Regions from separate parts of the Mus musculus genome. Here regions 2, 3, 4 and 5 are each linked to region 1. A link is a contact called in public Hi-C, Micro-C and promoter capture Hi-C data. All regions are on one chromosome and are shown on one strand. The core of a region is the stretch at or near the end of the contact, and the rest is flanking DNA. Distances in the headings are between cores, read along the strand shown. Region 1 holds the start of Olig3 (oligodendrocyte transcription factor 3). Region 2 holds the start of Slc35d3 (solute carrier family 35, member D3). Region 3 has its middle 72 kb from the start of Perp. Region 4 holds the start of Tnfaip3 (tumor necrosis factor, alpha-induced protein 3). Region 5 overlaps Gm33332 (a long non-coding RNA gene).

Region 1 (2,710 bases), core at 53-2,552:
CAAGATAAGAACACAGCCAGAAAGAGCCAACTCCAAAGTTCCTTTGCAAGTTTTAAACTCCACTGATCCCATCGTTAAACAACAAATGCAGTTTTGACAAGAGCATACCACAGTGAGAAATACTGGCGTGGCATGAGGGAAAGAAGCATGCATGCAAAACAGGACTTCGGGTTCCAGTCCCCTTCGCTAACACCTAGGTATTCCAGTTTGGTTTTGGCACGCCCCGCTGGGGTGGGTCAACTGGAATCTGGATCTGTAGGGCGCTGGCGAGGCCTGGGGCCGCGCGCCCACCCTCCCGCAGGCCGAGCAGTCTCCCTTTCCCTCCTGGCCCGGCACTGCGACCCCTGCCTCAGCTCTCCCTTCCTCCTCCCGGCCGGGCCAGCCCGTGGCTCACTTGAGCAAGTCCTTGGATTCAGCCGAAAGCCGGGCCATGTTGGCGGTGGAGAGAGCGGACAGGTGCGGCGGTGGTGGCATCTGGCAGATGGTGCAGGGACAGGGCAGCCCCGCCCAGTGCTGGAAGCCGCTGCCCAATTGTAGCGCGGGCGGCGTGGAGGGCGCCTTGAGCAGTGAGTGGGGAGGACGGATGGTGCCAATGGTCGGCAGGGAGGTCGCGGACAGAGGGGACGAGGCATTGCCAGAGGAGAGCGCGCCGCCCAGGATAGGGTGCACCGGGTGCACAGCGTTGGCTGCGTGTGCCGGGTGGCCGGCCGAATGCCCCACAGTCCCACAGTGGAAGGCCGAGTGGTGTCCCCCGTAGATCTCTCCAACCAACCTCTTCATCTCCTCCAGGGAGCTGGTGAGCATGAGGATGTAGTTTCTGGCCAGAAGCAGAGTGGCGATCTTGGAGAGCTTGCGCACCGAGGGCCCGTGAGCGTAGGGCATGACCTCGCGCAGACCATCCATGGCGAGGTTCAGGTCGTGCATCCTCTTGCGTTCGCGTCCGTTGATCTTCAGCCGCAACTGCTGAAGATCCTGCTCCGACAGCTGCTTCTTGATTTTGTACTTGCTGCTTTCTCCTGCAGCCTTGGCGCCTGCCCTCGAGAGGCTTTCCCCTGGCATCTTCTGGACCATATCGCCCTGTGTGGAGGAGACCGAGTTCAGACGACTCTCCTGATGGTGGTGGTGGTGGCGGTGGTGGTGGTCTCTTAGGTACATCTCATCCATGTCCGGAGATGACGCTCTGCTGGAGACAGAGCTCGAATCAGAATTCATTTTATTACAAGAGATGCGGCCTTATGGTTGAGGAGCCTTTAGGCAGGAAATTAAAGAGAATCTTGAATTAAAAAAAAAAAAAAAAAAAAAGCAAGGTCCAGGAACCCACTTCCCCAGTTGTAAAACCAGAGAAGAAAAGTCAAGGCCCTGCCTTGCCCCGCCTCTCTCTCTCTCCTGGCTTGCTTCGCTATCTCTGGTTTAGCTGTTTCCTGCACTGCACATTGGTGTGTGCCTGAACTAACCTCTTGCAGTAAAAGAGGGGCTTTTATAGCGCTGCAGTGGAGAAAAGAGACAAAAGGAGCCCTCCTATCTATCCTGGGCTGGTTAAGATGACGTGCCATCATCATTCAGGGCGGTGCGCTTTGCTGTCCCAGTTAGCAAGGATTCCTATTCATATTCATTGTGGGGCCGCCCTGGGACACCTCTGCTTGGAACCACAAGGAGCCCCCAGGCACAAAACCCTTTGATTGACACACTCACCGCGGATGCACTGGACTTCTTGTTTTTGTTGTTGTTTTGTTCTTTAAAAACTTTCTTCTGTGCCACTCCCCTCATTCTATTTCTTTTAACCAAATCTTACACTTAAAATGAAGGGAAGGAACAGAAGTTGCCTGGAAGATCAGCCTACGACGTTACTTTGGACTTAGAAGATATGGGTTGTTCTCTATCTAGTTTACAGAAATGTGGGCAAAACAAGGTCTCAATAGAAAGCCGGATACCGGAGCCAAAACGGGGCAGGTTCAACCAGGGAGACTTGGAGACTTTGCTGACTGAAGTTGTTATTCACTGGTACATTTTCTCTAAATTCAGTTAATTTTGTTTATTTGCCCTTTCCGGTAAATTAAAAAAAAAAAAAAAACATGTGCCCATTTGGCAATGCGTTTTTGCCTTTGATGCTACTGTGGAGAAGTCTTCTTTTGCGTTAAAAATAGCGAATTGAAATAATTTTGGTTTTGTACATTTCTTTAACTTCTTAGCTATAGAACTGAGGGAGGAGAGACAAAACCCCCAATGTTATATGAAAATCAATTTAGGAAGAAAATTTGGGGAGAGAAAAGGGTGAAGAAAAATGGGAGAGTTAGGGATTGAAACGAATCTCAAGAGCTCGGTACAGATCTTTGGGGTTCCAGCTTCCCAAATGGGGTAGCTAACTGCCTTCTTCGCCTCAAGTTCCACTGTGTGTTGGGATGGGATGAAGGCAGTCTTTGGCCTCAGGGTGAAAGCTGAGAGCATCCAGAGTTTAGCACCAGACCACCTGGAGCGGCAGCTGAGCAGAGCGGGAGTTCAGGGTAAAATCAAGTGTGTGGTGTGTGTGCGTGTGCATGTGTGTGTGTATGTGTGTGCACAGGACCTGGAGATACCTGTCTGCGGGCTTGTTACAAAGCCGTGGCTCTGAGGATAAACAGACCTGGAGTTTGCTGTGTTCCATAGATGCAAGTTCATAACTGGGCACAGACATCCCTGCTCCCGCCCCCATTCCTTTTCGATGTTTTTGTCA
Region 2 (2,710 bases), core at 100-2,599, 490 kb before region 1:
TGAGATGGTGTGCTTTCTCACGAGAGCACCCACAATACAAAAGCTGGCCCACATGAGAAACTGCAGTGAACCTGGTTCTAATTCCTGTTCCAATTTCTTCCTCCTGCTGAGCTTATAATCCGTTTCTACATCTGTACCCCACGGTTGGGTGCATCATAGAAGTGGAAAACCATAAAGATAAAAGATTTCGAGGAAATGTACCCATGTGCCCAGGCAAGGAGATGTGGTGTTTAAAGGTTTGAAATTCCAGTCGTTAAGAGATGAGACCCCAGTGACTGAAAGGGACGTGACACAGAGACCAGAGACCTCAAATCCTTAGCTTCTCAGCGGAAGCTTGGACATCACTATAAATTTTAAATAGCATGGGAAAAAAAAAAAAAAAAAAAAAAAAACGACTGTAGCTGGCAATTACAGAAGCCAAGCTAGTGGCTCTGCGCTGCTGAGTTTTCTGAGGGTCAGAACGTAACTTGCCTGCAAGTGAATTCAGATCAAAGCCTCACTGGGGTGGGGGTGGAAGGACCTGGAGCGAGTGGGGGTGGGGGTAGTCACAAAAGGTAAAGTAGGGAGGAACACATGCGCACTTTTCACAATGGGGCAGAGGAGTGCTCTCTGGCGAGGGAAAGTGGTACCCACACAATCCTACTATCTGAAGCCGGTTCCCTGGAATTCAAAAACCGTTCTCCGGAACACCTGGACAGGGTGGAGTGTCTATGGTTCATCCTTGCGTCACACACCCTCTGCTTTCTCCCTTTCGTCATTTCAGCAGTCCATCTATCTCTACCTGGCCTCTGGGCTCCTTCCCCTCACGCTCCTTCACTGCTAGTACTATCAGCTTGCCCTCGGTTAGTGTCTGCTTTTGCCTATTTTATATCTTTGCCTAAATTAAGTGTGTCCCTCCATTCCCACGACCCGATGCCCAGACGCCATTCTCCATAAGGAAAGCTCCTGCAGCGCCACGCAGGATCTCAGGACCTTTTCTGGGAGGGGCGCAGAACCCAAGCTCACAGCCTGGCACCAGAAAAGGCCAACTTCGGGGCTCCAAAGCACTCCCCAGCAGCTGGTTCTTTTAAGGCCCTGGGATCTAATGTCAGGGGGCCCGCCGCCCTCCAGCACCGACGTGTCTCATTTCCCGTGCAGCGCTGAGAGAGACCGTGGGTGGAAAATCCGCTGCAACTCGCGGGCCACCGGGCTGGGGGCGCCGTCACTTGTTGCGACCAATGAACGGTGCTCAGTGCTGGAGCGTTGTTTCTAATACCGTCTTTAGCTGTGCAGGGGATCCCCCAGCACGCACCCCGCTGCTCTGCCACTGTGGGAAGGGAGGAGGTGCCGCGCCCGGAGAGCCGACCCCGGTGGGCGCTGGATGCCCCAGGGAAGCAGGCTCCACCCGCCCCGCGGCAGCCGCCTCAGCAGGTCCAGTCCGCACTCCGCAGAGCATCCTTCTGACCCAGGAACCACACGGGACACAGCTCATCAGGGATCCTCACCTACTTCCAAGTCGCGGTCTCTAGGATTCCCGCCACTCCTCTCACACCCGTCCCCCACCCCTGCCACTTTTCGGAGTCCCCCGCCCCCGCCTCCCGGCATCTGCGGGGCAGTCGCACGCGGAGCTGCTGAGCCGGGAGGACGCCCGGCTGGAGCTGCCCTCCGCAGCCCAGCCCGCACTCCCTGCCCTTCGCTTCGTCCCGCCGCCCGGCCCGCGCCCCCGCTGCCCTCGCTCTGCGCCTCCCCGCCGACCTCCTGCGAGTCTCGAGCTCCGCCACGGCGGGGTACGGCGGGGCCGGCGCGATGCGGCAGCTGTGCCGGGGCCGCGTGCTGGGCATCTCGGTGGCGATCGCGCACGGGGTCTTTTCTGGCTCCCTCAACATCCTGCTCAAGTTCCTCATCAGCCGCTACCAGTTCTCCTTCCTGACCCTGGTGCAGTGCCTGACCAGCTCCACCGCCGCGCTGAGCCTGGAGCTGCTGCGGCGCCTGGGGCTCATTGCCGTGCCCCCCTTCGGCCTGAGCCTAGCTCGCTCCTTCGCTGGGGTTGCCGTGCTCTCCACGCTGCAGTCCAGTCTCACTCTCTGGTCGCTGCGCGGCCTCAGCCTGCCCATGTACGTAGTCTTCAAGCGCTGCCTGCCCCTAGTCACCATGCTCATCGGTGTGCTGGTGCTCAAGAACGGCGCGCCCTCGCCCGGAGTGCTAGCGGCCGTGCTCATCACCACCTGCGGCGCCGCCCTGGCAGGTGAGCGGGACCCGCGTCAACCCTGGTCCACCCAACCCACCCGGTAGAGACCGCTGGGACCACTCGGTGCAACGCCCTCACTGCCAGATGGGGATACTGAGGCAGGGAGCTTTGAGTGGTCCTTGGGATCACAAAAGGGACTTTTCTTCTGAGACCCAGCGCAGCCTCTCTCAGCCTTCAAGCCTCCTCCATCAGCCCTGCCCCCCAGGTGTCCAGGCTTCCGCCACCCCACCCCCACCCCTTTCCTCCCCCACCCGGGTCTTTCTTGTTCAGCCCCTTCCTCAGGAGGGATGGAGAGTCGCCAGCGCAGAGAACTGGAGTCCAGCCCTGCACTGAGCCGGAAGGAAGGGGGCCGGGAACTTCCTCGGATCACGCGGGGTTGGGGAGCTGGAGAGACGGGAGTGAAGCCTGAGCAACCTGGGCTCAGTACCCGGGCCCTAGGCAAAAGGAACCGCCCCGGGGCTCAAGGGCAGGAGGGGCGGGGAG
Region 3 (2,710 bases), core at 102-2,601, 440 kb after region 1:
AAACAGGGAAGGTAGCAAATCTCCTGCCCAGGCAACACTTGTCAATGTCTAGAGATGCTTTTGGATGCCATAAACTAGGTAGGGGTGTATTATTGGCATCCAGCAAGTGGCAGCCAGAAGGCTACTAACTATGCTATAATGGAAAGAGTACACAAAGAATTATCCAATCCAAGATGTCGTTACTGTAGAGGTAGAAAGCCCTACTCAAAGAAGCCTCAATGCCCAAGCCTATCACCACTATGTGAGATCTGTCCCATCTTACACTCTCGAGACATACTAGTTAGTTAGGAAAGAGAGAGTAGTTGAAGAAGTTGAAGAATGGTCTTGGGTAGTGGTTGTGGTCCGTGGAGAGTCAGAGACAGATCCCGAGAATCCCTCTCAGGTCATGAGCTTCTTGGCTCAAAGCTCCTTCTCCTTTCCTCTTTATTACATGGATGCATCCCTGTTGGTGTGTGTCTTTCCTCTTTATTACATGGATGCATCCCTGTTGGTGTGTGTCTTTCCTCTTTATTACATGGATACATCACTGTTGGTATGTGTCTTTCCTCTTTATTACATGGATACATCCCTGTTGGTGTGTGTCTTTCCTCTTTATTACATGGATGCATCCCTGTTGGTGTGTGTCTTTCCTCTTTATTACATGGATGCATCCCTGTTGGTGTGTGTCTTTCCTCTTTATTACATGGATGCATCCCTGTTGGTGTGTGTCTTTCCTCTTTATTACATGGATGCATCCCTGTTGGTATGTGTCTGAATACTTTCTGCTGTCTTGAGTCACTTCCCTTACTTGCATGTCCAACCATGGAATCCAGTGTGCATGACCTCCTTGAAGAACACTGATTAAAATAAGTTTCAAATACAAATGGAGAATTCAGGTAACTCGAGCCTTAAAGAAAAGAAAACATGTTGAAAATGTAAACTCATTCTTGTAGTTTCCCAAGGAGACAGCTGCTTTTAGAAGAAGGTCAAGAGTCTATCTTGTACTCACTCACACATGTAGGCTGTGAATGCCTGTGGTTATAGCACCGTTTCCTCCCTCGGAACTTTCCTACATCAGCAGCCCGCCCGTTGTCGTTTGTGATGAACTGTCATCTAGTTGGATATGCTTCTTTTTTTTCTTTTTTCTTTTAGTTTCTTTTTAAATCTTCTCCCTCCCACGTTTCCTTCAGCTTACTTCTTTCCTTCTGTTTCTTACTTCTCTGTGTTATTCCTCATTTCATTCCAATTTTAGGAACAAGAAGAAAAATGTTCACTATGGGTGATGTCTACCTCTCTGTGTACACTTTGGAGGTGTGGGGGTGGTGTGCAGGGGCTGGAAGGTGGGGGGAGGGGAGTAGTGTTTCTTTTAAAAATCATATGCTGCCATCTGGTGGTCAATTTATATACTCAACCAAATAGCTGGGTTCAGACTGTTTCAAGTGTCTGACAGTGAACTGGGTCCTGCTTGACTATAGGCGAGCAATAATTGATATTGTCTCTCTTCATGGTTAAAGTCCCAGTGTTCAAAGCTACTCCTTCCCCTTAAGATTTTTATTTCTCTCAGGCAGATGGAATAGTTTGTTCCCAAATTGAATACAGAAAAATCTGAGCCTAAAACAAATCTTTGTTGTAAGTTCACAGCCTGTAAACTCTTCCATAGGATTTGTGGATTCCTGAATCTCCCTTTCAGCTCGCCCTGATTAATTTTAAATTTACTGGACTAGCAAAAGGGGGCATGGAACTGGCTGTTGGCAATGCTGGTGATTGGATGAACACTGTACCACTATACTATACCCCTAACCCTCAGAGAGAGATTTTAAAGGTAAAAGTAAAATATACTTGATATAATGGTACAGATACATATTTTTTCTATAGCAAGGAACTTTTCCCACAGAGAGAGAGAGAGAAAGACAGATAGAGACAGAGACAAAGAGGGGGAGAGAAAGACAGAGAGGGAGAAAGGAGGGAGAGGGAGGGAGGGAGGGAGGGAGGGAGGGAGGGAGGGAGGGAGGGAGGGAGAGAGGGAGGGAGAGAGACTATGAACAATGATACTACTCCCCAAAGCAACTCAGAGGACCTTGAAAACCATTTTTCATTCCACAACCCATCAGCAAATCCACTGTGTCTCTTAATCCTTTTTAAATCCTCCTCCATCCTGTCTTCCTTTTCCTCTTATTTGGTACAACCGTACACCAGGTTCTCCCTCTCCCTTTTTTTCATCCTCTCCCTCCAGAGACACTGTGTGTGTCTCTGCATTTTTATTTACCTGTCTGTCTGTCTCTGCCTCACCCCAGAAAGTAGATCCAGTTGTTCTAACAAGGGGCTAGAGACTGACTGGAGTGCGAGAAGTGGAGAGGAGATGCTGTCTCTGGAGATGGCATCAGATGGACAGGGCTTTCACTCAAGTGTAGCCTCTACTTCCTTTGCTTCGTTTTTAGTGTGAATTTACAGAATTGCTTTGATTGAAAACTGAATGGCAAATCCTCTAAGACGGTGGCTTTAGGTCATCCAAGAACAGGATGTTGTAGCCTAAAGGAGAATCTCAACAAAAAGCCCTGTGAAGAGTGAGCTATGGTGACCGAAATCCCTATGAACACTGAACTACAATGACTGAGGTCCCCACAGACAGTGAACTATAGTGACCAAGGCCCTTGTGAACAGTAAGCTATCGTGACTGAGGTCCCTATGAGCAGTGAACTATGGCAGCAGAGGGCCCTGTGAAGTGTGAGCT
Region 4 (2,710 bases), core at 140-2,639, 340 kb after region 1:
CTCTAGTTCAAACGGGCAATATACAGTCTGGCAACTTGGCAAACACACTTGAAGTCCCAGTGGCACTGAGTATTTCTATCTGGTTTGCGCTATTTTCTAGGAATCCTGCCAGGGGACCCTAGAGATACACACTCACACACACACACACACACACACACACACACACACACACACACACAGAGTAAATTAATCACACTAAACACTATTTAAAATAACATCAGGTCACTCCGCAGACCTCCCGTGGTCCCTCAAACAGATCCCGGCTCCTTTCCGGGAAGAGCCTCACACCCTGCACCCTAGCCCCAGCACAACCACCCAGAGAGCTCTGCTCAGCCCCTTGATGTATCAAATGTGGCTGACCCTTGAGGTCTTATCTCTAGACTGCCTGGAGGTTTCTTTGTCACAGAGTTTCAATGTCACCTTCTCAGAGTGGCCCTTCCTGGCCAGTGAATGAAGCCACCTCAGTTTCTAGTGTGTAGCTCTGCAGAGAGTATCCCCACCCCACCCCACCTCACCCCCATACACACTCCACTTTCTCCAGAAAGGTAAAAGCATTTTCGCTTCTTTCTGCAGAGCTCAAGCCCCTGTCTAAGTGAAGCGAAGCTTTCTCCCCTCTCAAGAAAGGCAAGTCGGGGATCAATCAGGGCATTGTGGAAGGCTATCCTCCATTGGCTTCATGGGGCGAACTAATTCTCAGGCCAGCCAAACAATACTTAAGAAAACAACTGTAGAAGGATCGGGGAAAGCCAGCAATAAACTTGAAGAAATTTCTAAACTTTAAAACGCTCCTTGGAACAGGGAAATAAAGGAGAAATGGAGGGTGTGTAGGAGTGGGGGTGGGGGAGGCGAATCTAATTCTCTCTGAAATTGACCTTGCCCCCCCCCACCCCCCGTAACTCAAAAACTGCAGGACCATGGGGTCTGATCTCACTCTGCACTGCATCCAACCTGAAGCTGACACATGGCTTGGAGAACCCTGCCGCTTTTTCTGTCAATTCCCTTCGGGACCCTGCGGAGGGCTCTTTCTGAAGTGCTCATCACGTGCACAGCCCAGACTTCAAAGCCAAGCTTCAAGCCTGAGGTCCTGTGTGTCTGGGTGGTTTTTTGGGTTTTCTCTCTAATTTCCCTTCCTTTTCACAGCTGATTTTCTTCAGAAAAGAAGCTATAAAAAAGAACCTATTGCATTTCCAGTTCCCATCACCGCGATTTCCACATGGATGTGACGTGGAAGGCAGCTTCCGAAATGCCCAGGTGACTCACGCGGGGACACCCCGGGGCGGGACCTAGGAGTTTCTCCGGGCGGGGCGGGCACGGCTTAGAGCGCCCTCTGCCGGTCGGCGGCGCGCCACGCGGGTCACGTGACTGGAATTTCCATCGGAAATCCCCCTGTTGGCAAAGCATACAACTGAAAGGCAAAAAAGGGAACTGCCCAGTCTGTAGTCTTCGGAGCCGGAGGCGGAGCGGTGAGCCAGGCCGCCGAAAGACGTGCACACCCCCTCAGCCAGCGAGCCCGATCGGGTGTCCATGGGGCTCCGCCTCGGCCCGACCCCCACCACGACCCGGACCACGATCCCGGGCTGCGGCGCGCGCCAGTGACGGCCGGCCGGCCACTTGGGCTCTGCGAGGGCTCCGCGCGGCCCCAAGAGGTGAGCGATGCTCCGGCTGCGGGGTGCACGGCTAGCAGAATGCGGGGGTCCTCGGTCAGTGGGGTGCACTGCCAGCCAGATTCGGGGTGCACGGCCAGCTCAGTGTGGAGCTGCCTTGCGCTGGCTTTGCAGGGATCCTGGAGTTGGGGTATTGTTGGCCGGAGTTGAGGTCCCGGTGCCAGGTGTTTAGGTTGACAGCCCGAAGTTTCTTCAGCCGACTAGTTAGCTAGCTATTCCTTTTCGATCCTGCAGGGTGACAGGAGCTGCAGCTGGCTGATGAATAGTCAGTCACCTTTTGGGTTCCTAGGTCGTGTGGTCGTGGGTGACACCCCCCCCCCACTTGGAAATCAAGTGCAGCGTGTTCATAGGCACGTAGACCTTGCAGAACCGCGTTGGGCTTTTTTCCCATATTGTGCACAACTGGCCCAACAGGGGATGGGTTTCTCAGAGGCCACCAAATCCAACTTGGAGACTTCGGTCAGCTAACCTTTCAGTGATCTGTGGGAGGAGGGTTGCGGGGCGGGAGGTGGAGGGGAGGGGCGTGCTTTGAGATTGCCACTAGGTCTCTAGTTGCCACAGTTTAAGAAGAGTATGCATGCAGAAATGATTCTCTGGCCTGCTTGTTGGGGACTCCACTTTAGGTGGCATGTAAGACTCCCTGCTGCAGCCCCGACTCCACACTGAGATAGTGTGTTGTCAGTCCGGGTCCGTTGTCCCACATCCTGCCACCTGGCCTCTCAGGAAAGCTGAGGTATTAAGAGCTCTTTTTGGAGCATGCTTTGTTTTCTCCTGGTCTCTGATCTTTCTTTGGAAAGCTAGTCTGGTCAAGTGGGGGCACCGTTTGGAGAACTGATCACAGTTAGTTAGCCTTCTGATGTCCCAGATTATTGAGCAACTGATCCGGTCTCCATTCTTATTGTCTGAGATGCTACTTGGATCTTTTGCAGTTCTTTGTATGGATTTGTTTTGTTTTGTTTTGCTTTGCTTTGCTTTTTTTGGAGGGGTACTTCCCAACAGTTGCCCGAGGTATCTGTTGATAAATAATACATAAGTTTCCACATCGC
Region 5 (2,710 bases), core at 115-2,614, 340 kb before region 1:
GTGCCTAGCACAGCAGAAATGTGACCCATCGGCCACTGGATGTCACTCTCTGCTCATACTCCCAAGTCTGGCTGTCCTTCCAGGCTTCTGCAATGTTCTCATAAGAAACACGCCAGAGGGCAGAGGTTCACCTGTGCAGGACCCCCTCAACATGGGATCGTCTGCAGTTCCAAAGTGAAATTGATTTTTGATTCTCAGCAGCGTAGACAGAGAAGAGATGAGTGGGCTCGAGTGGGCCTTTCCCATCTAGGCACTTAGGTGGTGCTCGGACAGAGCTCTAGGATCTGTCAGTCAAGAGGCGGCAGGCTCACTTACAGGGTCACAGCTAGAATCAAGGACTGCTACTCACGTTAGGTTCACATCCGACATGGCTTGCATGTAAACAGAACACCGGAATCCCTTCATCGGAAAACAGAACAGGAAGTGCAAAAATGGGGCTCAGTGACCAGTGTGAAATTGGGCCAGCTTTTTTTCTTGGGAAGAACTTTTTAACAGCAGAGGTTACCACTTGAACCAGAAGAGACCCTAGCACCAGTTCCTTGAGGGTTTCCACCTATGTGCACGGTCTGAGAGTTCCCCCTTCCTACCTACCATGGTGACACAAGCTGCTTTGACCTCTATCTATTACTTACCCCATCATCTTTGAGCCAATGTACCTACTTATCATTTAATCAAGGTTTTAACAAGTCTGGAGCAATTTGCTACAGTCCCCGTGGGGCATCTCCTCTGGAGAGGGTATTTACTCTGTTATTCAACATGACAACATTCGTTTATCGGATGCTGTTTTCTGAGTTCCATACACTGGTAGGTTGAGCAGGGACACAGTCCATGCAGTACCCGTTACTGAAGAATTGAAGTATTTCCGTGTTGAGATCTTAAGGTAGAGGGCACCGATTGCTTTGTAGATATCGTCAGTGTGTGGAGATGGACTTGACTTTCCCATGTGGAGTAGCTTGACTTACTCAGCTACTCTGTGTCCAGAGGCAGCTTCATGAGGTCTTTGTGCCTTTGAAATAAGTCCTGTGGCAGCCTCGGGGAAGCTGTGTGAAGGCTGTTCGTGAACAGCCAAAGAGTTTTGTTTTAAAGTTAACTCTCACCCTGGAGTGTCTTTCAGAGTTTGTCCTTGTGCTTAAGATATAACGCCCCCAACCCCATCGCAGTGGTGACTTGGACGATGGCCGCTTCTACGTCTCTATGAAGCAACACCTTTTTCTACTCTTAGATTTACTGCCAGTTCGAACTTCCTCTAACTGCCCGGCAGTTTCTGCATCGGGACTTCGGTAAGCGAAGCTTCCTCTGACTGTTTTGCTCTTTTGTAACGGCTCTCACTTCCTCTCTGCCACATGCACACTCAAGTGTCAGTTTGAACTCTGGTGACTTCTACGGTGAAGCCGGAGCTGTGCATTAGTCAGCTGCGCCCCAACCCCCATTCTACAGTCCTTATGACACTCATGCCCGTGACACTTCTCAGATGCCCCCAACAGCACATTCCTTTCTGTAGCAATCCCATGGCTAGGGGAGTTTGCCACTTGACCCCTATAGCATACTGCTATCAGTTCTCACACTTCTTTGAGGGGGTCTTCATTGCCAATTGGCCAGCAAATAATCTATCTATAAAATACCGCTAAGTAACTGTTAGGATCATTTTTGAAGCCAAGTGTCTTTGGTTGGGTCCCCGGAAACAATTCTGAAATGGAGACTTCTGGGCAGTGGTTTAATTAACTGGTAAATGCTCTGAGGGTCAATACCGGCAGGGATGAGGGAGTAACTGTGTCAGAGGCTGCATGCTGACTTGATGCAGAAGGTGGGGCCAATCCCACTCAGGTGCTGAGGATCTGGGGGTGGGGCACCTCCAGTTGGTCCTGCCTGAGTTGCCCCAGTTGATGCCAGAGGCTACGAAGAGGAGTGACCTGGCATTCCTCAGTCAGTGAGACCACAGCTTAGGGGCAGTTTCTTCCAGGCAAAGGCAGAGCCTTGAGGACACACCCAGAAGCAGTCAACTGGCTGTGGGAAACAAGGACATGCAGTCTGAAGTATGCTTGCTCCCTTCCCAAGTACTGTCCTTTTTTTCTGGATCTCTTCTGAAGTGTGTTGAAATCCTTAATTTATCTCTTTGCCCCATCTTTTTATTTCTAAAATAAATGTTTCTGTTAGTATTATGTTATATTAGATGTTCTATTTATCTAAAATAAATATTTCTTTTAAAAAAGATTTCCTTTTAAACAAATACTCCCAGAAGTAATAGAGTGAATATGCACTTTGGAGTGAAATAAAAACTGGATTAAAAAGAAATGTTTTTCTAGTGGTGCTGATCCACACTGTGAATTACTTTACTCTATGATTCAAGTGGTATTTCTAACCAATACACACTTTCTGGTTTAACAATAACTTTTCAAAAAACTGTAAACGAAAATCTTATCTATTTGTATGTCAATGGTAGGTTTCTGCCAATAACATTTGCTAGCAAGAATCGTTTTTTTAAAAATTTTATTTATTTTTTTGATTTGCATGTTGATTTTTCTTTTTTATTAATTAATTTATTTTTTTACACTCCATATTTTATTCCTCCCCCCATCCTCCAACTGCTCCACATCTCATACTTGCTCCCCACCCCCTGTCTCCATGTGGATGCCCCCATCCCTCACCCCACCTGAACTCTAAACTCCCTGGGGCCTCCAGTCTCTTGAGGGTTAGATGCATCATCTCCGAA

The links. Promoter capture Hi-C pulls out the DNA fragments that hold promoters and counts their contacts. Hi-C and Micro-C count contacts between places; a contact is called where the count stands out from the background.
Region 2: a contact with region 1 is called in a promoter capture Hi-C map of embryonic stem cells. The contact joins the promoter of Slc35d3 here to the promoter of Olig3 in region 1. A contact is called at or near these places in 10 of 39 promoter capture datasets (the 3T3-L1 cell line, cranial neural crest, embryonic stem cells and 5 more), 13 of 484 Hi-C or Micro-C datasets (differentiating embryonic stem cells and embryonic stem cells), 5 of 115 datasets of contacts at active chromatin or transcription factors (embryonic midbrain and embryonic stem cells) and 2 of 9 other capture datasets (adipose tissue and embryonic stem cells).
Region 3: a Hi-C map of CD8 T cells shows a contact between it and region 1, with 2.2 times the contacts expected there. The contact joins the enhancer-like site here to the promoter of Olig3 in region 1. A contact is called at or near these places in 8 of 39 promoter capture datasets (the 3T3-L1 cell line, the C10 cell line, the HPC-7 cell line and 4 more), 7 of 484 Hi-C or Micro-C datasets (B cells, CD8 T cells, Th2 cells and 3 more), 2 of 115 datasets of contacts at active chromatin or transcription factors (embryonic stem cells and stem cell-derived neural progenitor cells) and 3 of 9 other capture datasets (adipose tissue, embryonic stem cells and macrophages).
Region 4: a contact with region 1 is called in a Micro-C map of embryonic stem cells, with 2.0 times the contacts expected there. The contact joins the promoter of Tnfaip3 here to the promoter of Olig3 in region 1. A contact is called at or near these places in 3 of 39 promoter capture datasets (embryonic stem cells, hippocampal neurons and stem cell-derived epiblast-like cells), 5 of 484 Hi-C or Micro-C datasets (the HPC-7 cell line, double positive thymocytes, embryonic stem cells and 1 more), 1 of 115 datasets of contacts at active chromatin or transcription factors (embryonic stem cells) and 1 of 9 other capture datasets (adipose tissue).
Region 5: a Hi-C map of hematopoietic stem and progenitor cells shows a contact between it and region 1, with 2.0 times the contacts expected there. The contact joins the enhancer-like site here to the promoter of Olig3 in region 1. A contact is called at or near these places in 11 of 39 promoter capture datasets (the 3T3-L1 cell line, 3T3-L1-derived adipocytes, the C10 cell line and 6 more), 2 of 15 datasets of contacts at CTCF or cohesin (CD8 T cells and large pre-B cells), 11 of 484 Hi-C or Micro-C datasets (B cells, the HPC-7 cell line, Th1 cells and 5 more), 3 of 115 datasets of contacts at active chromatin or transcription factors (double positive thymocytes, large pre-B cells and memory CD8 T cells) and 2 of 9 other capture datasets (adipose tissue and liver).

What each region holds. Positions count from the first base shown.
Region 1 is chr10:19,355,131-19,357,840 of GRCm38.p6, reverse strand. It overlaps Olig3 (oligodendrocyte transcription factor 3), which reads right to left and starts at 1,302. Exons shown (of 1, transcript NM_053008.3): 1 at 1-1,302. The coding sequence starts at 1,212. The coding sequence ends at 391.
Region 2 is chr10:19,850,098-19,852,807 of GRCm38.p6, reverse strand. Slc35d3 (solute carrier family 35, member D3) reads left to right here and starts at 1,349. Exons shown (of 2, transcript NM_029529.3): 1 at 1,349-2,224. The coding sequence starts at 1,786.
Region 3 is chr10:18,915,857-18,918,566 of GRCm38.p6, reverse strand. No RefSeq gene overlaps it. Among named protein-coding and RNA genes, the nearest start is that of Perp, 72 kb to the right of the region's middle. Within about 2 kb of position 1,351, at least 53 of the 459 cell types and tissues checked have an H3K27ac peak or open chromatin away from gene starts, as enhancers often do. A contact at or near this core is called in CD8 T cells, the HPC-7 cell line, Th2 cells and 2 more, where this site is marked.
Region 4 is chr10:19,014,089-19,016,798 of GRCm38.p6, reverse strand. Tnfaip3 (tumor necrosis factor, alpha-induced protein 3) reads left to right here and starts at 1,389. Exons shown (of 9, transcript NM_009397.3): 1 at 1,389-1,646.
Region 5 is chr10:19,690,620-19,693,329 of GRCm38.p6, reverse strand. All of the region lies in intron 1 of Gm33332 (a long non-coding RNA gene), which reads left to right. Among named protein-coding and RNA genes, the nearest start is that of Il20ra, 21 kb to the left of the region's middle. Within about 2 kb of position 1,364, at least 128 of the 459 cell types and tissues checked have an H3K27ac peak or open chromatin away from gene starts, as enhancers often do. A contact at or near this core is called in B cells, CD8 T cells, the HPC-7 cell line and 7 more, where this site is marked.